Regions from separate parts of the Sus scrofa genome. Here region 1 is linked to region 2. The links are chromatin contacts, called in public Hi-C maps. All regions are on one chromosome and are shown on one strand. Each heading gives the region's core, a stretch centred on a gene start, on an enhancer-like site or on the middle of the called end of the contact. The rest is flanking DNA. Distances are from core to core; before and after follow the strand shown.

What was found. A called contact is a pair of places that touch in the nucleus more often than the background predicts.
Region 1: a contact with region 2 is called in a Hi-C map of liver, with 4 times the contacts expected there. The contact joins the enhancer-like site here to the promoter of PLEK2 in region 2. A contact is called at or near these places in 2 of 5 promoter capture datasets (fetal liver and liver) and 2 of 47 Hi-C or Micro-C datasets (embryonic fibroblasts and liver).

What each region holds. Positions count from the first base shown.
Region 1 is chr7:91,543,169-91,547,169 of Sscrofa11.1, forward strand. ZFYVE26 (zinc finger FYVE domain-containing protein 26) reads right to left here. Exons shown (of 42, transcript XM_021099396.1): 28 at 3,118-3,281; 29 at 1,746-1,882. Among named protein-coding and RNA genes, the nearest start is that of ZFYVE26, 45 kb to the right of the region's middle. Within about 2 kb of position 1,438, at least 4 of the 83 cell types and tissues checked have an H3K27ac peak or open chromatin away from gene starts, as enhancers often do. A contact at or near this core is called in fetal liver and liver, where this site is marked.
Region 2 is chr7:91,130,858-91,135,297 of Sscrofa11.1, forward strand. It overlaps PLEK2 (pleckstrin-2), which reads right to left and starts at 2,353. Exons shown (of 9, transcript XM_001928435.4): 1 at 1,877-2,353. The coding sequence starts at 1,918. It overlaps LOC102163918 (a long non-coding RNA gene), which reads left to right and starts at 2,113. Exons shown (of 3, transcript XR_298825.3): 1 at 2,113-2,297; 2 at 4,091-4,201.

The DNA of each region.
Region 1 (4,001 bases), core at 188-2,687, 410 kb after region 2:
GTAAATAATGATTAAAAATGCTCCATTAGCTGTGGTGTAGGTTGCAGACGCAGTTCGGATCCCGTGTTGTTGTGGCTCTGGTGTAGACCAGCGGCTACAGCTCCGATTGGACCCCTAGCCTGGGAACCTCCATATGCCATGAGAACAGCCCAAGAAAACGGCAAAAAGACAAAAAAAAAAAAAAAAAAAAAAAGCTCCATTAAAACAAACACAGTTTGATCCAGCAATCCCACTCCTGGGAATCTATCCAGAGAAAACCATGACTCGAAAAGACACATGTACTCCAATGTGCATTGCAGCACTCTTTGCAATAGCCAAGACATGGAAACAACCTAAATGCCCATCGACAGAGGAGCGGATAAAGAAGATATAGTACATATACACAATGGAATATCACTCAGCTATTAAAAGGAAAGAAATAATGGCATTTGCAGCAACATGGGTGGATCTAGAAATTATCATGCTAAGTGAAGTTAGTCAGACAGTGAGTCACCAACATCAAACGCTATCACTGACATGTGGAATCTAAAAAAAGGACACAATGAACTTTGCAGAACAGATACTGACTCACAGACTTTGAAAGACTTATGGTTTCCAAAGGAGACAGGTTGAGGGGTGGGAGGAATGCATTGGGGGTTTAGGACAGACATGCTATAAAATTGGGTTGTGATGATTGTTGTACAACTATAAATGTAATAAAATTCATTGAGTAAAAAAAAAAAAAATGTACTTAGTGCTGAGACTGAAAAAAAACACCAAACATAAAAATGCTATTGCACCATTGAACAGAATGTAAAATCTATTCAAGTCTGTTAGTAAAGTTGAAGTAAGTTTGCTTTTTTTTTTTTTTTTTTTAATCTTCTTGCCTTTTCTTGGGCCGCTCCCGCGGGATATGGAGGTTCCCAGGCTAGGGGTCCAATTGGAGCTGTAGTCGCCGGCCTACACCACAGCCACAGCAACTCGGGATCCGAGCCGAGTCTGCAACCTATACCACAGCTCACGGCAACACCAGATCCTTAACCCACTGAGCGAGGCCAGGGATCGAACCTGCAACCTCATGGTTCCTAGTCAGATTCGTTAATTGCTGAGCCATGACGGGAACTCCCAAAGTAAGTTTGCTTTTGGATAGTGGCTTTGGCTCATATCCCCAGATGCTCTGAGGGTCTTCGTTTCACTCTCCTTTGCCACTAGAAGTGGTGGAAAAAACTGAACAATACTGGGCTGGCAAACACCGTTTTGGGCTGTTTTGCCAGAGGTGTGAGCAGTTTCTGAGATTTGTCAGTAGGTGATCTGTGTATCGGAAAGTGTGGGGGCTCTTCCAGTTGTGATAACAAGCCAGAAGACTAGCTAGATGAGAGTTGACCCAAGGGAGGCCTAAAGCCAGTAGGTAAATATGTCTTTTCCAGCTGAGACCAAATGGAGCAAGAGAGGTTGGAAAACAGGTGAGGTTGTTGGCAAAATGAGATCTATGGCCTGAGTCAGGGCACAGGCCAAAGGACCTTGTGTGCTAATCTCAGAGAAAACATTATGTAAGAGCTCTGAACTCTGCTTCTTCTGACTCCTGCTTCCTTTCTAGAAGTTTCTCTAAGGTCAAACATTACACTGTAGTGTGATGTGCAATGAAACCTTTTTGTAATTGCTCAGATTTGAGATGCTCTCCACAGTGAGACTCCTAGGAGCGTAAGGACCTGGCGGGGAGCATGAAGGGGTCAACAGGAGCAGCAGCCTGGCTGCAGGACACTCACTCTTTATTGAAGTAACTGTAGCACTGGTCACACACGCGCGTGGGGTTCTCTCTGCAGCCTTCCACCACCATTTTCTTAGTGGAGCAGGAACTGCACACTAGCCGGCCACAGCGGCGGCAGTGATGACGCCTGTTAAACTGAGCAGTGTCACCGGGAAGAGAAGGAAGAGGAAGGACGAGAAGGTGAGATTGCAGGAACTGCGAGCACCTGTCATCCCACTTATCCTTGGAATTAGCCACCTGTGACTTCTATCAGGTGCCTGGGCCTCCGCTGAGAAAGAGCAGACCAGTCCCTGCCTCCAAGAAGCTGACATTTAAGGACCTCTCTCAGCTGATGGGCAAAGATGCCCATGCCATGGACAGTTCTTCAATAGCTCCTGACAAGTCCCACCTGCCTCTGGGGGCGAAGTTGGGGGACACGGCAAAGAACCGTGGGAAAAAGTGACTTTCTCAGCCAGGGCAGATCACATTTCTACATGGTAGTGATGATGATGAAAAGGTGTCCTTTTTCAAGATTCTCTTACAAATACTGCCTTGTTTCATCATAAGGGTTTGAGAGTGGCGTTACATCTCCTTTATAGAGAGAAATTACATCATCGTTTTCATCAGTGCTAAGCTATTATGCCAGTTAGGTACTGTGTTAAGTGTGGTAACATTTGTTACTATAGTTACTCCTTATAGCTCCATGAGTCAAATAATAGATCATCCCTAGTTTACAAGTGAGAATCTGAGACTGAAAAAGTTAAGAATGACATTGTGAGTAAGAGGCAGAGCTAGGAGGAGAACTGAGGTCCTTTGGCTCCAGTACATAAACCCATTACTAGGTCACCTGTCTGTCTGTCTGTCTTTCTTACTTTTTTTTTTTTTTTTTTTTTTGCTGCATCTGCAGCATATGGAAGTTCCTGGGCCAGGGACCTACATCTCATTTGTGGGAATGCTGGTCCTGAACCCACTGCGCCAGGCTGGGGATCAAACCTGAACCATCTTAGAGACAACGTCAGATCCTCAACCCACTGTGCCGCAGTGGAAACTCCCACCAGGTCACCTGTCTTACTGTGAAAGACGCAGGAGCTGGAAACAAGATCTCCTGATGTTTGGTGACTCTTCCTGCAATACCACTCAGCCTCTTTTCATTTATTTTACGGGGATGGTGGAGACGGTAGAATTTAAGGCTACCTGAAGGTGTCTACCATCTGTCTGAATGCAGAAAATACCATCTGGACAGGTCAAAGATAACCCCAGGGCCTTAGATCTGGTAGTTCTTTGGAACATACCCATATCTGCCCGGGAACCGGAGGTGACTCTAAACTGAGGTGAACTGGAGTTTTCCTTTCATTTCGCCTGCAGCTAAAGTGGATACGGATGCTGCTTACCATGGTGAAGCGCTCCCTGCAGCAAACCATGCAGAGGCTCTCAGTCTCATCTGGTACCCACTGGTGCCTGGCAGGGGGTGTTGCTGGGGGCACAAACTCCAGTGGCGGCTGACTCTGTGGCAAGCTCCTCTCCCTTGGACTTGGGGAACGTACAATGGGGACACCTAGGAGTCAGAGCCAGAAGTCAGAGAGAAAGGTGATCATAGTCCAGCTAATAAATGAGGAAGGAACGCGAGAATTAAAATCACATCACTTGACAATCCCCTACTGAAATCACAGCTCCAGTTAGTGATCATCAATGGCTGAAGGCAAGAGAGGCAACTGGACACCCCGCCTCCTGATGGAAGGTCCACGACCACCTATCAAATATACTTTCCAAAAAATGTTAGGCCTGAATCAGATCAAGCTTCTAGATCATTCTACCAGTGTACTGGAAATAAAGGGTCTGAGACCCAGATGGCCAGAGGATAGCAATCGGCAAAAATCCGGCATGTGGGAAGCTCTACAGGTCATTTGACCCAGTTCTCTCTAAAATAAAAAAGAAGAAGGGGGCAAAAAGAAAGTAGGGAAACTACTGATTTTTTAAGAGACTTAAGAGATATTTTAATCCAATGTCCTGAGTGGACCTTGATCTTGATTCTAGAAAAGACCAGTTCTAAAAAAATCCTTATGAGATAGCTGACTAGACAGTTGATAATAAAAGGAACCATTAATTTTGTTGTCAGAATGAGAATGACATATGGTTTTGTTTTATAAATGTTCTTATCTTTTAGAGATATAGACTATTTTATTTATAAAAAAGTGGTATAATATCTAGGATTAGTTTCAAAATACTCCAGGAAAAGGACAGGGGTACAGATGCAACAAGAATGGTCACACTGAGA
Region 2 (4,440 bases), core at 1,103-3,602:
CCACCTTGGGGCACTGCCCCACTTCTGGGCTGTAAACCCTCCTGAATCTACGGAATCCCATGGCCCTACAACTTCTCAGGGGACGCAGGGGCTGCTGTGGCCACCCAGGAGGAAGGGGAAGTGGGGGAGAGAAAAAGACAGGGGGAGAGGAAAGTCAGACTGAGCGCTGGGCAAGCGCTGTTAGCAAGGGCCCATCCCTCACCTTGCAGGAAAGGGTGTGGCTTCTGCTTGCCTTGGGGTCAGGCTCTGACTTCAAACTCCAGGTCTTTGGCTTTGGCTGGAATGTTCTTTAGGGACTTCAGCCAAGCCCCTCTGTGGGTTTTTGGGGCCAGACCATCCTCACGTCTCTGTACCCTGGACTGGGTGGACCATCCAGAAGAGAACTCACATCCTTCCTTCCCTTTAGCGCTCCCCTGACTCTGCGTGGTGGTGGTGTTGGCGGGGAATCATGTAGGTAGCCTCCAGGAACAGGGGGAGGCCCACAAAGTCCCTTCTGAGGGGGTTTGTCCTCAACAGGCCCCCACCAGGGCTCAGCTATTGCGACACAATCAACAGTGCCCATCAGACCCCCCTCCGCCCTCTCTCTCTCACCTCACCAGCTGCAGATAAATTTCCCAAAAGCTGTCTGAGTTGCTGCTGCCTCACAACCACGAGGAACCAGCCTAACATGTTAATCCCCGGGGCATGAATCAGGCGTGGAGTTTTGTAGCTGCTTGTATCCAGTCTGACCCTTGATCTGACACAGCTCCCTATGCCTCTTCCTGCTTAAGGTTTTGAGCAAACAACACACCCGCCCTCCTACGTCAAATAATGTGTAAAATAACATGGCTTATGTTACCTACTGGACCGAAAGCGATTTGGGTCTTCAGGGTTGATGTGGTGGCCAGGGGAGGCCGTGGGAGGGAGACCCCCTCCACCCCTTCATCCATTTCCCTCCCAAACTGGAAACTCAGTAGAAGAGCCAAAAGGCTCATCCTCAGATTTTATGCTCTGTTGTTAGGTTAGCATAAATGTTCAGTGGGAACATGAATGTTCCAAGAATTTTTAAAAACCGAATTTCCTCTTGTAATCACTTTTCCATTATTTTCTACCTTGATCTTATATATGGGGTTTCTGTCTGGACCCACTTGCTATGGGAAAGGCCACATGGGGTGACATGGAAGGACTGAGGCTGGAGGTTCCAGTCCCAGCTGTTATTAGGCCTGGGGTTCTGGGCAAGCCATCTCTTCCTGCCCTTCAGTATCCTCACCTATAATAGCAGGATAACAATACCCGCCCCGCAGTGGGCAGGAAGAGGTCTGGAGTCAGCCTGAGTGGGCTAGATCCCGATCCATCCCCCACTAGTCCACATCCTGGGCAAGCTGCTTAACCTCTTTGAGCTGTGTTTTCCTCTTGGAGAAAAGGGGGTTAATGTGGTATAACCCGCCTGTCGGATGGCCGGTAGGATTAAAGGAGACTAGTCCAGGACTGGTGCACACTAGGGCTGAAGAACCACAGGTTTCCTCCTGCCTATGGGTTATTGTATATATATATAGATGATGATGATGCGTTACACGGATGAGCACTTACGTTGTTTTAATACCATTTAAATACTCTATGTTTCATACTGAAGTTGTTTTACTTCATTTGTCCATTACGGTAGCCCCACCACCACCACCACCCCCGCCCCGTACCCCAACGCCCTTAGCCCAGCAGGATTCTCCTCCATGCCTTGCGATCTGGCCCTCTCTTTGAACTAAGCTCACCCCCAACCACCGTTAACACGACTCCCCCACACACGCAGTTCGGCCCCGCGGAGCCCCTGGCCGCCCCATCGTGGCTTAGGTGGGCGGGCGCCCGCCCCGAGCCGCTTCGGGAGAGTCTCCGGCGCGCTCACCCTCTTGACGAGGAAGCCCTCCTTGAGCACGCCGTCCTCCATGTCGCCGCCCGCGCGCCCTCCACGCCGCGCCGTCCCGCGCCTCCCGCTGCTCCGCGCGCCGCTCGCCGCCCGCTGCGCCCAGGAAGCACCTCCGACCCGGCGCCGCCGGCACCGCCCCCCTGGCCCGCGCCCAGAGCCCGAGGCCGCGGGGCCTCCCGGGCAGGAAGTCAGTCCAGGTCGGGATTTCTGACGTGGTTTCCCGCCGAAGGTGCCCGCGGGTCGGTGGTTAGTCCTTAGGTGCGGAGTCGGCCGGCTGTTCTCATCCCGCCCGGGTGTTGCTTCCCGAAGCCTCCTCCGTCCGCCTCGGCTCTCTCCATCCAGGTGCCCCCAGCGCGCTCTGCGCCTTTTACGCTTCCCGTTTTCGCCCAGCCTTAACCAGGTGCCTGCCCTCGACTAATAATTACGGAATTAAGCTGAAGCGAAAGGATTTCAAGGATTTGGTGTCATCCCCGAGCTCCGTAGAAGTGTGGGTGGGAAAGTGGTTAAGGTGGAACCAGGTTTTATTCCAGCCTCTGGTGGAGGCAGAGGAAAGGCTAGAGAGCTGAAGCTGCCATCATTGGGGCAAAATTTAAGGGCGTGTCAAGGAACTCAGTAATCTAGATAAGTAATATTTTAATACTTTTTTTTTCCTTTTTACTGCCACACCTGTGGCACATGGAAAGTCCTAGGCTGGGGTGAAATCTGAGCAGCAGCTGCGGGCCTACAGATCAGCCAGGGCAACACCAGATCTGATCTGCATCTGCTACCTACGCCTACAGCTTGCGGCAATGCTGGATCCTTAACCCACTGGGCTAGGCCAGGGAAAGAACCTACATCCTCACAGAGACAATGTTGGGTTCTTAAGCCACAGAGCCACAAGAGGAACTCCTTAATGCAATATTTTAAGATATTTTAAATTTTTAAATAAAAATTCATGCAAAAATATCCACAATGAACAAAATGTCAAAAATCTAAGCGAGGATTGGATGGACAACAAACTATATTGGAGCTTGAAAAAAAGGAAGTATTGGTAATGCTTTTTCTTTTTTGAAATTTTTATGAGAGTATAGTTGGTTTACAGTGTTGTGCCCATTTCTGCTGTACAGCATAGTGTAATACTGATCCTGTCTAGTAGTCCTTAGAGCACAGTTTATTCATTGTTTGCACTGCAGTGTAAAGGGCCCCGTTAGGACTGTTCAGCAGGACGGGAAAGGCCCCAGGATGCCTAAAAGGGAAGAGAAAGGTGCCCCAGGCTGTGGAAGGCCAGTCATACCTTTTGGAACCAGCTGCACACTCATTGCCCTGCCCCGGAAATGGCCCATTTCAGCGTACAGACTGACTTTTGGATCTCAGAGTCCAAAAGCAAAAAGCAGTTGGGGCTTCCCCTCCATTTCAGAATGAACATCGGCTCAGCACCTTCTAAAGCCAGGCCTATATTGGGTGCTGGGTTCTATTTAATGCACAGCAACTTCATGAGATGAGTTTATTATCCCATTCTTTCCAGCTGAGGAAACTGAAACTTGGAGTAGTTAAATAACTTGCCCAAGGTCACACAAGCTCAGATTTTAACCCCAGGGCCCTTATTGCTCAGGCCATGAGCTGGGAAGAGGAGGAAAGAATAATCTGAGCTATGAAAACTTGCTAGGCTCAAACCCGGGACATGAGAGGTTGGAATGGGAAATTCTTATCCTTTTTGGCTCTAACTATGGTCTATTATTCTCCATCCTCCTCCCAGAGGCTGGGAGCAGCCACTTGGCACAGAGGCTGTTTTGGCCTTACCTAGACACAATCTTCTGAGGCTTAGAAGAGGTGGCACTTTCTTTGGCAAGAGGGATTCCTGAATGAGTTCACAGAAATGGAAAAGGGAGAAAGACTGGTTCTCTCTCCTAGCAGTGTCCCTACTAGGAGGGAGCTAAGGCTTCTGCATACTTAGAACCTTTTTCTTGTCCTGGGGCAGCCCCTGGTCCAGCCACTTTGAATCTGACTCACTGGACCCAGGGCGTGACTCACACTCCCTCCTCCCCTGGCAGTGGTGGCTGAGCCACCAGGGAACCACACTGACATAAGCCCGACTCCACCACAGGAAGAGGATGGAGACAGAGGAAGCTGACAGTGGTGAACAGCTGAGACTGGAGGAAGGGAGGAGAGAAGGGAAGGAAACTCAGGACCAAAGAACTTGTCTTGCTTTTCCAGGGAGACACTTCTCCTCTCCCGCTCAGGGCCAAAGACCGATGTGGAAAGGATCCTGACTTGCTTGAAAGGGCCAGCTAATGTCTAGGATGTGAAGCTGTAGAGAACTATAAGGTCAGTATTTGGATGCAGGTGATTCATAGCCTGATGTGAAATTTCACTATTAGAGAGTCACTCCTTTAGCTATAAATAAGAATCCCATTTAAGATACGTACAGTGGAGAAGGATAAATCATGGAACTTTATTCACAATGAATATCGTGACCCAGTGAGTTTATTAGAATCACAGAGTCAGAATCCAACCATTAAATCATCTAAACAAGATATTTCATTTTATAAATGAGGATCCACAAA